Linked DNA regions of Mus musculus: all the other regions are linked to region 5. Evidence: chromatin contacts called from public Hi-C and promoter capture Hi-C data. All regions are on one chromosome and are shown on one strand. The core of a region is the stretch at or near the end of the contact, and the rest is flanking DNA. Distances in the headings are between cores, read along the strand shown. Region 1 holds the start of Vcan (versican). Region 2 holds the start of Tmem167 (transmembrane protein 167). Region 3 holds the start of Rps23 (ribosomal protein S23). Region 4 holds the start of Rfesd (Rieske (Fe-S) domain containing). Region 5 holds the start of Cetn3 (centrin 3).

Evidence for each region. Promoter capture Hi-C pulls out the DNA fragments that hold promoters and counts their contacts. A called contact is a pair of places that touch in the nucleus more often than the background predicts.
Region 1: a contact with region 5 is called in a Hi-C map of pre-B cells, with 5 times the contacts expected there. The contact joins the promoter of Vcan here to the promoter of Cetn3 in region 5. A contact is called at or near these places in 1 of 39 promoter capture datasets (pre-B cells) and 1 of 484 Hi-C or Micro-C datasets (pre-B cells).
Region 2: a promoter capture Hi-C map of pre-B cells shows a contact between it and region 5. The contact joins the promoter of Tmem167 here to the promoter of Cetn3 in region 5. A contact is called at or near these places in 1 of 39 promoter capture datasets (pre-B cells) and 1 of 484 Hi-C or Micro-C datasets (pre-B cells).
Region 3: a promoter capture Hi-C map of pre-B cells shows a contact between it and region 5, with 4 times the contacts expected there. The contact joins the promoter of Rps23 here to the promoter of Cetn3 in region 5. A contact is called at or near these places in 1 of 39 promoter capture datasets (pre-B cells) and 1 of 484 Hi-C or Micro-C datasets (CD4 T cells).
Region 4: a promoter capture Hi-C map of pre-B cells shows a contact between it and region 5, with 2.7 times the contacts expected there. The contact joins the promoter of Rfesd here to the promoter of Cetn3 in region 5. A contact is called at or near these places in 1 of 39 promoter capture datasets (pre-B cells) and 1 of 484 Hi-C or Micro-C datasets (CD4 T cells).

The regions. Positions count from the first base shown.
Region 1 is chr13:89,741,111-89,743,810 of GRCm38.p6, reverse strand. Vcan (versican) reads left to right here and starts at 1,299. Exons shown (of 15, transcript NM_001081249.1): 1 at 1,299-1,738. All of the region lies in intron 1 of Gm4117 (a long non-coding RNA gene), which reads right to left.
Region 2 is chr13:90,088,289-90,090,988 of GRCm38.p6, reverse strand. It overlaps Tmem167 (transmembrane protein 167), which reads right to left and starts at 1,322. Exons shown (of 4, transcript NM_025335.3): 1 at 1,206-1,322. The coding sequence starts at 1,208. Xrcc4 (X-ray repair complementing defective repair in Chinese hamster cells 4) reads left to right here and starts at 1,381. Exons shown (of 8, transcript NM_028012.4): 1 at 1,381-1,492.
Region 3 is chr13:90,921,862-90,924,561 of GRCm38.p6, reverse strand. It overlaps Rps23 (ribosomal protein S23), which reads right to left and starts at 1,440. Exons shown (of 4, transcript NM_024175.3): 1 at 1,363-1,440; 2 at 816-975; 3 at 116-236; 4 at 1-25. The coding sequence starts at 1,366.
Region 4 is chr13:76,017,260-76,019,959 of GRCm38.p6, reverse strand. Rfesd (Rieske (Fe-S) domain containing) reads left to right here and starts at 1,398. Exons shown (of 4, transcript NM_178916.5): 1 at 1,398-2,439. It also overlaps the pseudogene Gm4165.
Region 5 is chr13:81,781,878-81,784,577 of GRCm38.p6, reverse strand. It overlaps Cetn3 (centrin 3), which reads right to left and starts at 1,331. Exons shown (of 5, transcript NM_007684.4): 1 at 1,221-1,331. The coding sequence starts at 1,237.

The DNA of each region.
Region 1 (2,700 bases), core at 50-2,549, 8.0 Mb before region 5:
TTTATCACTTAAGATCTATGATCATATTGAATCTACAAACCTTAGAAAAGGAGCCCACATGCAGAAGGGTCTAGGTTACAACTTTAGAACTGTGGTTGGCAGCCAATCTAATTAAAGAAATCCAGGGTAAAGACAAACTCTCTGCGTTAATCACTACCGTTTCTGAAGCCCTGTGTTTGATGTCATTCTCTAAGCAAAACATTCAGAGTCAATAATTACAAGGATATTTCCATATTGGTGTAGGAGGAAAAGTTTGTAATTGTTTCAGTACCCTGAGAGTTACTTCGACATGTCTTGCGAACTTATTTTGTCCTCTCTCTAGAAACTCATACTAGACTTCAACGTAACGGAAAATTCAAAGTCGCCCTTTTGTGAGGGTCAGAAATCCTTTGTATTAACTGTTTGACCCTTTGCTCTTTAAGGTCCTAATGGAGTCTTTTGTGATTCAGTGAAGGGTGTGCTTCTCTATATTGATGTTGTTTACATCGATGGATAAGCCTGAGTAGGGGAAAAAAAAAATTGCGAACGTGAAAGATTCCATTTCCAGACAACATGGAAAGACTGGTAAGTCAAAGAAATCTGAGTTAGGCAGAAAATTCTGCAAGATATCCTGTGAAAGACAGAGGTATGGAAGAAGGAAGGAAGCGAAATACATTTAAGGAAAGACGCGGATTTGTGTCAGAGAAAGGATTCTCTTTGAATGGGACAAGGGATTGCTTGGGGGGATTTCCTGTCCAACCCTTTATTGCCAGGGTCTTTGTGTAGGGCCTGATGCCGCGGGCTCCCCATTGGGCAGTTCCCTAGGGAGAGCAGTCACGAAAAGCTTTTGCGTCTCCCTGGGGCTTGGGATCTCACTTTCTCAGTATCTCTTTCAGGTTGGCAGGAGCATTGAGCCTGACACCTCTTCTGATGGGACGAGCAAGCTCCGTGGTCGCATTAAACACATTATACGCAAGTTCTTGGCTGATGTTATAGAGTCCCGTCCGCTCCTAAGGACTGACCATACTTAATTGCTCTGTGCTTGCTGGCCGCAGCAGAGCCTGGGGACTCCTTTCCCCTAATTCAGAAGTAGCAGCCCAGGGCGGGGAAGAGGGGGTGGGGTGGGGATGGGTGGGAAGGCAGTTGTTTGAGACTGCACAGCGAGGTGGTACCGAGTCGTTGAATGAGGAGCACGGATTCCCCCCACCCCCAGCCGATTGGTACTTCTCATCAGGAAGAAACGCTGAGAGGTGGGAGTGCCTGGCCAGGGAGGCAGGCGGTCCCTACCGCAGGCTGAGGGAGCTCCTTTCCGCCCCTCCGCCTGTTTCCAAGCTTGGGCTCTTTGGAGTGACTGAGCTACGGAGCTCTTCAGGAGCCTGTGAATGAACCCTCCTCCTCCTCTCCCTCCTCCTTCTCGCTGAGTCTCCTCCTCGGCTCTGACGGTACAGTGATATAATGACGGTGGGTGTCACAACCCGCATTTGAACTTGCAGGCGAGCTGCCCCGAGCCTTTCTGGGCGAAGAACTCAAGGAGCGCGGGCGCAGCAGCTGTGAGCATTAGGTGCTGTGGCCAAGCGCTGGGACAAGGATCTGCCGCTACCAGCGCATCCTCTCTCCTCTCCAGCTCTGTCCCGCACTCGCTGCACCCTTCCCCAGGCCACCGCGCTTCCTATGTGATCTTCCGGGGCAACGCGGAGCCCTTTCTCACAGCTCAGCAGTGAATTTCCACCCCGAAAACTGCAGTAAGCCGCCTTTCAAGGTAATCACTTTTCTTTTGTTCCCCCATTTAAAAGAAAGAGGGAAAACTTGTTGGGAAAAGAAAACCGTCCAGCTTAGTAGGGGGAAAGACTCACATTGTAATTGGAAGAGGGCTTTAATTAAAGCCAAGAGGACTAGCTGTAAGGCGAAGTTAGAAAAATGTGCGCACTTTCAAACATGAAGGTAACTTGTTAAAGAGATGAATTCAGATAGACCTTGGTGCTGAAAAAGAGCTAGACAAAAGAAGTCCGGGGTGGGGTAGAGGAAAAGGACAAACCGAATAGGGGGAAGGGATTTTGTAGCGAAATCCTAGAAAAGTCCTGCTATCTTGAGTTGGAGGAATGGAATGGACTCCTCACACCTTGATTTTGTTCTCTTTAAAGTGGTCGAGGCAAAAGTTTGAATGGAGAGTCCCCAAACTTGCCCAAATGCAAGCCCCTGAAACCACCTTAGGGCAGACCACCTGGTTTCCTGGCTCCGTGTGTGTGGTCAGTATCTTTGGTTCCTGGAAAGTCACCTCTGGGCAGCTCCTGACAAGGCAGCAGGATACTTTAGCGGCCCAGGACCTGCACGGACATGACCCTTTCCCCCAACCCCTCAGGCAATGTGGGAGGCTATCTGGCAGGGGTTGGGTAGGGTCCTGGGGCTGCTTTTCTTTGATGACTTGAGGGCTGTCAAAGCTCTCTCACGTTGCCCCTGTGTTCTTTTGTCCTGCGCGTGGTGCTCCCGAGCCAGCCGGGAAGGCGCATTGGATGGGGGTGGGGTTGTTGGAACACCGTAGAGGTCTGGGAGGCTCCTGGGCGGGAAAGCTTTCCCTGAACTGGAGGGGTGTGCAGTATCTCCCCCCTCGCTCTGGAAAACGAAATGAAGGCTTGTCCCCCAATCTTTACTAGCAAACCAGGACCCATAGATTCTCCAGACAAAGGTGGCGTGGAGACTCGAGTTGGGGACCAATTGGTGCAG
Region 2 (2,700 bases), core at 73-2,572, 8.3 Mb before region 5:
CATCAAGTACTAGTAAACAAAAGCTTGTTTTTGGAAAAAGTTAAAATACTGTACATCTTAAATTATCTTGATTTTATCTAAGTAGGAGAGGATGTAAAATGTACCTTTGACTAAGAGCAAAGTCATTCTACTTGTTTCTCGGTAAATAGGCAAGAAAGCAACTTTTCAAGTTCTGTAACTGTTTATTAACATCCTTTTGACCAAGAATATACTATCTGCAGTACGAAGTAAAAAAAAAAAAAAAGGCTTTAATGGACTCAAATTCAGTATCTTCTAATCGTAGAATTTGAGGTCTAGTGGGGGTGGGAGAGTCCTGGCTGATTTTGAGATGATAACACAACAAGCTTTCTCTAGAAATATAGTTATAAATGGCTTCTAAACCCACTGAAGTGATAGTGAAGGGAGATTCCTGCATTTACCAGACTACTGAAAAGATGCATTCATAGATCTTTAAAAGTTAATTACTAATGTTTACTTTACTCAGGGGCTTTCTGTTCCTTGTCCTGACCTTTGTTGTTGTTGCTATTTGTGATTTATAGTGTAAGGTTTTCTGAGGTTTAAACTATTAAACAATCAATAATAACACGCATAGGAACTCCCAAAGTGAGTGGTGGTCTGCGAGTAAGGCTCAAGTTCCTTCGAGACAGTAACTAAAATCATTAAAAACATTCGTTTGCAAAGAAGTGTCTTTAGAATTGAAAAAACGATGAGGGAGGGGCCCTATCTCGCCATTGATTCCACAGGTAAAACGGAAGCAGTAGTATCTAGTGTTAAGAAAACCGGCAATCCATTAATTACTGCAGAAAGATGCAGGTTGGGTGACACAGGGAACACATAAAAGAAAGGGGAAAGGGGGAGACTGAGACTCCAGCGTTTGAAAGTGTATATCCGTCCAGATATTTGTAGCAGATGGCAATCGGCTTAGTGGAATGCCACCGTAATTCCACACTAAACAACGCAGCAAGTCGGCCTCTTGGCGAGGGGCCGAGTCCACCACCCGGGTTCTTCCTAGGACTGTTGGCCTGATGCTCCGGGATGTGCATCGCGGCCGCATGACTCCCAGCCTGTGCACCCTCGGATCCCCGGAGAATCACGCTAGCGCCAGGGCTCCCGCGCCCCACAGCGCCCGCACCATCCCCGCCGCCCCGCACGAGCCGCGGCCCCGCCGAGAAACTCAACCGCGGCCAGGAAGCCCAGGTTCTTACCATAGTGAGGCCGGTGCTGGTCCAGCCACATCACCCTTCCGGGCCGGGGCGGAAGAGGATGCAGGCCCGCTGTGCTTCCCGCTCGCTCCAGCGGTCCGGTTGGACCTATCGCGGCGCCTCCGCCCATGCCGCACCATTCAGACTCCGTGATAGGCTTCTGTTACCGGAAGAGGTGGGACTTGGCCGACGACTCGCAAACCACGGTATTAGCGGATTCTCTCATTGGGCGCATCGGTTTATCTCTGGCGTCCACAATTTTTAGAAGACCGGAAGTGGAGTACTGAGAGGTAGGGCCCGGAAGTGGCTGTGGTGTCTTTCCAGAAGCAATGCATTTTTTCCCCCCTTTCTATGTCAACCTCCTGTAGTCCCTGATTTTAGCTTTAAAGCTGCGCAGTGCGTGCTTTTTACCCTGTCTGTGACCCCCTGAGCCTTTTGTAGATGTAAGGTTTTCCCAATGTGAGCACCTGTTGGGCTCCTTCCTAAGTGTCTCTTTCTGTGTCACGTGGAATTTTCAGTCGTGAGGGACTCCTTGGAACTGTGCTGAGCTGCTCTGTGGTGGAGACTTGGATTTAAAAGGCTGCGTCCAGTGTGATGACCCACCAGCCCCTCCCGCCAGCCAATGCTGGCCTTGGCTGGCCCCCTCCTTGTTTGCACACTCTACATCCGGGGCTTAGACGTTCTAGGCCGTGGGGAGAGGGAAAGAACTCTGTGGTAGCTACTGGAAAGGAACGGCCCATTCCCGAGGGGATTATTTGGCTAGTATAAAACCAGTGGGTGAGAAACGATTTCACCTCTAGTTCTCTTTATGAGTTTTGTAGATACGGGGAAGATGTAATCTGATGTGTTCAATTTTATATACATTCTTGGAATGATTCTGAAGTCGGGCACTTTCCCCACTCTTCCAAGTGTATCAAAATTATGGAAATCCTGTGTGTTTAAATAATTGTTTTTTTCCTTTAGTCAGTATGGCTCTAGTATTTATTCAGAATGTTACCCATTCTTTAACTTAATGACCTAGAAGAAGTATAGAAAGCTTTAGTGAAGGAAACTGATGTGATATGTTAATTTCTAACCATTATTTAGCTGAATCATGAGAATCTAGTACTTATGGCAACACAGTACTTTTACCTAGTGCTATGCTATATGTGATTGTGTTTATTACTGCATTGTCATCCAAGATTTTATTTGAAATTATTACTACATTTTTAAAATCAGTTATACCCAACTGCTAAACCTGTTGATCAAATACTCAAGTTCAGAATCTGCATCTTAGTGGTATCAGGAGACTGCAGGACAAGGGATTTCTTTGAGTATTTGAATGGGGGACTGGGGATTAGGCCAATAGGAGAAGTGATTGTCATTGAATAGTCTCAAAATTGCTTTGTGTTATACTTACTATTTAAGTTGACTAACCATGAATGTTTCAAATGTAGACGTAGAAAATATGTTCTGAGCTCAGTAAGTTTGGGTTTTACAGTAGTGAAAGTGTTGGTAG
Region 3 (2,700 bases), core at 191-2,690, 9.1 Mb before region 5:
CAGCAACCAGAACTTCATCATTTTCCTGAAATAAAATAAAGGCCATTTTAGGTATCAGTGGCAATTAAAATACCCACCTGGCAAATTAAATATTAAAAGAAATAAAATAAGTCACCTCAATGAAGTTCAGGCAGCCATCATTGGGCACGAACGCTGTGATCTTCTTCCCGTTCTTAATGAGCTGCACCCTGACGCACTTCCTGATGGCAGAATTTGGCTGTTTGGCCTCAACCCCTCTGCAATATCAATGGCACATGTGAAGTCAGTAAGGTTTTTAAAATTCGATTAAGAATAAAAGTAGAAGCAGCTCCTAGTCAATCCAGTCTCAAATCCTGCAGATGCCACTATTTTAATGAAGTTTTTACAGGCAAAATCGAACTTTAGCGCCACTGGAGTGGTAAAAATGAGGATTCAAACTCTTGTTGCGAAATTTGTGAACGCCACACACAAAAAAAAAAAATCATCACTCTAAAAAGCCAATGCACCAGAAACATGCCAGAAAAGGAATTTTCTCAACTCCAAAAAGATACTAAGAATGTACCAGCTGCTTAAGGTATAGCCCCCCCCCCAACTGTTCAATGTATGCTTTAGTATGTACTATATTACTTTTACTTCTTCCATTCCTTCCAGACTACAGCCGAAATTAAAAACTTTAGTAATCTCATCCCTGGCCGAACATAAACAAGCACATTTCCCATTTTTTCCTTATAAAAACCCCAACCAACGCAGGCTCAGGATCTTTTGCGACTTTTGAAGAACTACTTCGTTCTCAACTACGGTAAACCATCGCTTCTAGCGCGCAGCTTTTGACTTACACTTTTTCCAGCACAATTCCCTTTGCATGAGAGGCACCCCCAAACGGATTGGCCTTCAGGGCTGTGCCCAAGTGGGCTTTCTTGTACTGTTTGTCATGCCACTTCTGGTCCCGTCGGTGACTGCGGAGCTTCCGGGCAGTTCGGAGACCACGACACTTGCCTAAAAAACACACATCACTGAATGCTCCGCAAACCGAGCCCGCGCTTCCGCACACGAGCTTCAGCAGAAGGGACGTTTGCGCCAGAGACCTGTGGCTCCTCTTAGCACGTGGGCCAATTACCCTCGAAATCCCCTAACTCGGAGCTGCACACAAACCCAGGCTGGGGCCTTTACGCTTACTTAAATTTCCAGGGTAATGGGTCCCGGCAAGGCCGCCCGAAGGCCGCAGGAACTCTTCCGTATGGCCACGTGCCCGCGGGACGGCGCCCCTTCTCCCGACCTCCGCCCGGTTACAGCCCTACTCTCCGCTCTATCTCCCCACGATAGGCCGTATCCCGAGCTCTAGAGCCCTGCGGCGGCCCCTCAGCCCAGCCCCGCACAGCTCACCCATCTTGCCGGCGCCACGGGCCCAAGAGAAAGAGAGAGGAGGTGCAGGAAGGACCCACAAGGCATTGCGGGAAGCCCCGCCCAGCCGAAGGCCCCGTGCGGCTGTCCAAGCGGCGCCTGTACCGGGGAGTGTGTGGGTGGAGGAAACGATTCAGTGCCTCCACTTTTGTGAGACACAGAGTTTTGTTTAATATGTATCAAATCCAAAGCAATTTCATTTACGCTGTTATTTCCTTTTCAGGCAAATGACAAGGCTAGAGGAATACGGACTACCAATCCCAGAAATCTTTGCGCTAACTGCTCACTGCGCAGGCGTCCTCTGCAACTCCCTCAACCCACCCCCCCACCCCCCCACACCTCAGGCCCAGGGCTGGGCGGTGCTAATTCGGAAAGGGCGGAGCGGGGTGGGGCTGGACGGAGTAGGAGGTTCCCAGCGTCAGTAAATTGTAAATTTTAGTGAGGCAATGATTCAGTGATGAAAAATCGATTATTTTTGTTGTTGTTGTTTCTAGCCAGACTTGAGCTTTAAACAGTGAGCTGACATTTGTTGGTTGTGCGTCCTTGCTTAATTCTAGTACCTTTACAACCCGAATCTTTCCTGTAGTTTTTCTGGGATGTTGAGTCACATAAAAATGAAAATTTTAATGTCTTTGCACTGGATATTTGGCAGTTAAGAGAACGAAGATTTTTCTCGTTAAGTTTATATTCTAGGTAAAGGGACAGAGCCTATAAATATAAAAAAATATCTTTACACACTGACAAATGTTATAGAAAAATGAAGCTTTTTAGTGAAGGGGTGGACTTTAAGAAGGTATCCCTGTAGGTTACATTTGAGCTGGGAGCCTATATTTAGCATAGGATACAGCCTTCCAGAAGTGAAAGGTGGTTCTCTTGTCAATTGAACTGAGAGATTAAAAAAAAAAAGCAACAGTGGTTCTGAAAGCCTGGGCATTACAGAACTTTACAGCTGGGCATGGTGGTGCATGCCTTTAATCCCAGCACTTGAGAGGCAGAGGCAGGTGAATTCCTGAGTTTGAAGCCAGCCTGGTCTACAGAGTGAGTTCCAGGACAGCCAGGGCTACACAGAGAAACCCTGTCTCAAAAACAACCAAACAACCAAACAAACCAAACAAACAGAACTTTACCGCAGTAAAGCCTTCTGAAACTCTCCTCTGATATTAAATCTTTAGATTTAAGCTGGGGATTCTTTTTTTTTTTTTTTTTTTTTTTTTAGATCTGTTTATTTTATGTATGTAAGTACACTGTAGCTCTACAGATGGATGTGAGCCTTCATGTGGTTGTTGGGAATTGAATTTTAGGACCTCTGCTCCCCGGTCG
Region 4 (2,700 bases), core at 149-2,648, 5.8 Mb after region 5:
ATTTTCCGCAAAAAGGCTTCTACAAAGAAGATTGTGCTGAGACTGGAGTGCATTGAGCCCAACTGCAGATCTAAGAGGATGCTGGCTATTAAGAGATGTGAGCATTTTGAATTGTGAGGCGACAAGAAGAGAAAGGGCCAAGTGATCCAGTTCTAAGCTGATTTTGTTATGAATAAAATCTTGACCTTTCACTCCCTCTGATTGCAGTTGGTCTTTCTGGGAGGGAAAAAATGAAAAGCTTTCAGAAATTAAAAAACAAAAATATATATTGAATCCTTTCTAAGATTTTTACTTCATTGATCTGGTATACTGGGCAAAGTTGCTTTGTTATTGTTTTTTGGTTTTGTTTGTTTTAATTCCTAGGCAGATCTAAAGCCTAGCCAAGATTATGAGCTATTGAATCAAAGGATCATTAATTTTAAAAAATCCTTATTATTCTGTGTGAGCAGGGACATGCATGCTACAGCATAGTTTGTTAAGTCAGTTCCTACATCATTAAATGAGCTCTGGGCTACAACTCAGGCTGTCCCGTTTACAAGCACCCTTACTCCATGAATCATCTTGCTGGCCTCTTTTTTCTTTTTTCTTTTTTTAAAGCAGGGTGTCTGTGCTGCCCAACACTTGGGTTCAAGTGATCAACTTCAGCCCGGGTTGTGGGCTCTATAAGAGCTTGCCACGTGCCAGTTTACAGAGAATGCTTGCAAACCAGTAAGACTCATTTAGCTTGCACCTCTGAGCATAAGTATGGGGAGTTCTTATTGTGTTGCTCTTAATGTAACACTGAAAGAGAAATTGAAAGTGAAAACACACCATCTCCCCTTAAATCTAGTAATTTTTAAAAGCTTTGGTATACACAAATACTTAACCTATTTGTATCTCAAGCAATGAGTTATTTGTGTTAAAGAGAGCATATTACACATGGGAGCCTGTATGGTGTAGTGTATGGAATTGGACCTTTGGGTATACAGTATATGGCTGTAAAGTTTTCCCATGTTCTAGGTATTATTTCGCTTAGGGATGAGATTGCTGAGTGCATTTAAAATTTGGATAAATTTAGAGTGAGTCCGATTATCGTTCTTTGAAAAAAGAAAAGAGAAAGAAAATGATGCACCTACTCATATCCCACAAGAGCTAGAAAAATTCCACAAACAGGACAGCAGCCTGATGGAGGGACGGGAGGGGAGCCAGTACTTCCTAGCACGTGACCCCTGCCCCGCCTCCTCACAAACTCGCGTCGCGCAGGCGCAGGACGCAGGGGCTGCGGGAGCTGGGTGTTGAGGGCGGGGCGAGGACCCCAGCACAGTAAGTTAGGTTCTCGCGGTGCGGGAATTGGGTGAGGGGAGCGGGGCGGAGATTTCTGGCACGCTGCTGCTTCCGGTCGGACACCGCCCGGGCCTGCACTTCCTGCGTCCGCTGGCAGCGGTTCCGAGTCCTCGGGTGTCTGAGCAGGGAGCGTTTGGACCCTCGTGGACTGGCATTGGCAAGAGCCTCAGTGAACTGTTCGCCTTGACAGTTGGGCCACAGCCGGGACCTGCAGCCATTTAAATAGGCTTTTCCGCACTTGTGCCATAAACTATGAAAGCGAATCCTTCTGACGTCCCACGCACCCCAAATATTCTCCTGGGATGGCCGTCGGGACGACTGCTGGTTGCCGTGCTGTCCCTAGCGCCGCTCAATCTAGCAGCTGCGGCCTGTCTTCTTAGCAAATAAAACTGGTTTGAGAACTGCTAAAGCCATGGGGGTGGCTACCAGCCTTGCTGCGCTTCCTGCGGTTGCACCCAGCTGTATAGAGTAGAGGTGCCTTAACGTGGTTGTCCTCTGCACACCCTATGATACAGGCCTCTTAGGAAGCAGTCCGGGATTCAGACGCTGGTGAAACGCCTTGTCATCTTTAATACCAGACATTGGCAGTAATTCGCTCAGCTGCACGGCTTCATTAAATTGGGCAAGTGTTTTACTTTAGATATTTGTGAAGACAATCTTGTACATTAGCATTCCTACATAAACATTCAGAACCATCTTTTCCGATACATGTGTGCACTGCGAATATAAAACTCTCTATACGTTTTTGCCGAACGGTTTTTGTGACTTTCAAGATGATTTTCTTTCAGGCCACATGTTTTTTGTTTTTTGTTTCTTTTCTTTTATAAATCGCTGGCTGCTAGTGACACGAAAGTTACACCAAGCAACATATGAGCTTACAGATATTTAATTTTGTGAGGAGTAATGAACATTTACACGCAAAGTGTCCAAGCGGTAGTGAAATGTAGCTAGTCAAATGTATTTATTATCATCAAACTGCTACTGACTAAAGCATTTCCCTTCCCTGAGCCTAAAAGCCAGGGTGTCACCCTGGAGATAAGCACTGTGATAATTTGTGGGCCAGGTCCCCACTCTAAGAGTCCCTGAGTCATTGCTCAAGAGGAGTGACACATGAGTGTGAGTACCTTTAATTTCATGTCTTTTGTCTTCAGTGACTTTATACTTGAATGAATTATCTACATTAGAAAGGTGTTTAAAACTGTCGGGGCCATCCACTTATCTAAAACAAATAGTTTTATATGGAATTCTCACTTTAAGAAATCTAATTTTAGGGATCTACGAACAACAAAACAGTTTTTATTTTTAAAGACAATGGTAGAACAGAACATTTTTTATTTTTATTTTTTTTTGTCAAAAACTGTATTAAAAATTATGTTC
Region 5 (2,700 bases), core at 82-2,581:
AAATTTTAACAAAGCAGAGTAGCCTGGCAAATAAAGGAACTGCCCCTAAATCAATGTCCTGTAGTCAAATGTACTTTTATAAGAGAAATCCTAAACAAAGTCAAAAGCACCGAAAACACCATACATATTATTCATGTCATCTACCAAAAATAAAGAACAAAACAATGTCATCTACCAAAAATAAAGAACAAAACAATCAACCAGAATAGACTTGATTTTGGACAGCTTATAAATTCTCACAATTACTACAAAAAAACAACCATAAAACTTAAAAGATTACTTTTGCACTGTAAGCTCAAAATGTTTTTAGATTATACATTTGTAACACTGCTTTGTGGTTTTATTCCACTGATATTAGCCAGGCAAAATATAAAAGGGTCTAAACATTCAAATACTAGACACCAAAAAAAAAAAAAAAAAAAAATCACAGCATCTAATAGTCGTGCTTAAGTCTACGTGATGTTTAAAAGTGTTTTAACTCTCACTTAACATGTAAACGATAGGTTAAACGTCTTAAAACTCTGGAGAAGCTTAAAGAAAAATCTAAAAAGGGCACTTGGATCTGAAAATGTCTGCCTTCAAAAGCTGCCAATGCAAAAAGCGGTCCAAATGTGTAAACGAGGATACAGCACGTGTATCCGCACGTTCTAAAAGATGGAAGCTTTAAACCTCAAACCCTTGAAACTCGGCTAACTAACTGCTCGCGCTATTTACGTCTGGACGCCGTCGGGCTCAGGGACGCCGGCCCAGTGGCCCACGTGACCCCGGCTGCCCCCACTCGCCACACCCCCACGCCAGCTCCCGCCTCCTTCGTCACCCTGCGGAGCCAAAGGGGCGGCGCGGCGCGGCCCGCCCGGGGCACCTTTAACTGTAGATGGGCAAGGTGAGGAGCCAATGAGGGGAGGGATGGACGGAAGTGAAAGGACGGTGTCACGGAAACGAGCTCCACCCGAGACGCCTAGAGCACAGCGTGCCTCGGGGCCCGGGGAGAAAGGCGAGCGCTCCTGCGACTTTCCAGGGGGAATCAGGCAACCAGGGCTGAGTCCCGCAGTCGCGTGAGGGAAACCTCGCGAGACTTCACTCGGGCTGCGGCGGTGCCCGGAGGCGGGAACCGCCGAGGTCTGGTGCTCGGCGCTGGGCACCCGCCCCCGACCCGGTCTCCCGTCCACACCCGCCCTGGCCCTCTGGGGGGACGGAGGCACGGCCTCCTCGTTACCGACCTCAGAGCTAAACTCATTCTCTCTTCCGACAGAGATGTTCCACTCGGGGACTTTACCACGGGAACCGCTCAACAGCCACCAACCTCCACGCCTCGGGGACCACCCACCAGACAAGTTTCTGGGCGCGATTGGCTGAAATTGCCAACAGCCGGCCTATTGGGGCGGAAGCGTCGCTGCTCTTCTTTTTTCATTGGTCAGCATTCATGTCAATCAAGTACACATTTTTTGGCCCTGGTTGTCAGTCTGGCTCCCTGGATTGGCCAGGTTCTTTCCCGACTCCCTTGCGCGCGTATTAGAGTCACCACGCGAGACTCAGGCAGGCAAGGCGAGGCCCCACGCGTGACATGCACGGCGTCGACCGAGGGAAGGGAAAAGGCCAGCCCAAGCAGCCTGCTCAGAACGAGGGAGCAGTTTATTGGGGAACCAGGTCTGCGAAAAGATGTACAATTTTAGGTGGCCGGTGCACCTGAGAAACTTAAATCTAAAGGCGACATTCTTTATTCTTAGTTCAGTGAGGACCAAGCTAAGCGTTCTCCCCCGTACATCTCCCAAGTGATTTTAAGGCAGGCTGGATTATGGATTAGGCTTCTCGTTTTGCTGTTTTGTTAGGTCATTTACAATGAGACTAGCCAAACCACCCTTTTCTTCTGTGCGATTGGAAATGTGTGCTTGCTTCTGCTTCTCATTTTCTAGTGCTATAAAGTGTTTATGTGCGTCTTATCTTCACTGCCCACCAAGCCTCTTAAAGTTTACTTAGATCATCAGACTGCGAGCGAGACTGACTGTCTTCAAGGCCAGGGTTCTGTTTACACGAGTATTTGTACCAAACAAAATATCTGGAACTTAGGTGCTCCATAAATATTTGATGCATAAAATGAGGTATTATTGTGGAAAACTTGGAAACTACTGAGCTAACCTGCAGTGCTTATCGGTATAAATACAATAAACTGGGGCTAGGAATTAGAAACGGCAAATACTGTATGTAAGCTTATATGTGAACGAAGGACGCTGTGTAATTGGCTATGCATGAGTTAAGCTAGAGTGTAGATAGGAATTTGGACAAGTAAAGGATTGGGATAAAGCTAAAAAGTAATAGCTAAATGATAGCACTCCCAAAACCAAAGTAGAAAAATGTTGAAGAACTCAACTGGGCATGGTGCTACACATGTTTAATCCCAGCACCCAAGAGACATGTAAGCAGATCTTTGAATTCTTTACATTGTGAATTGCAGGCCAGCCAGGACTAGTAGTAGACCCTGCCTAAAATATAAAAATTAAGTACTTTTACTAACAAGTTTAAAAGGAAATTAGGCCAAGCAGTGGTGGCTCACGCCTTTAATCTCAGCACTTGGGAGGCAGAGGCAGGTGAATTTCTGAGTTCGAGGCCAGCCTGGTCTACAGAGTGAGTTCCAGGGCAGCCAGGGCTACACAGAGAAACCTTGTCTCGAAAAAACAAACAAACAAACAAAAAAAGGAAATT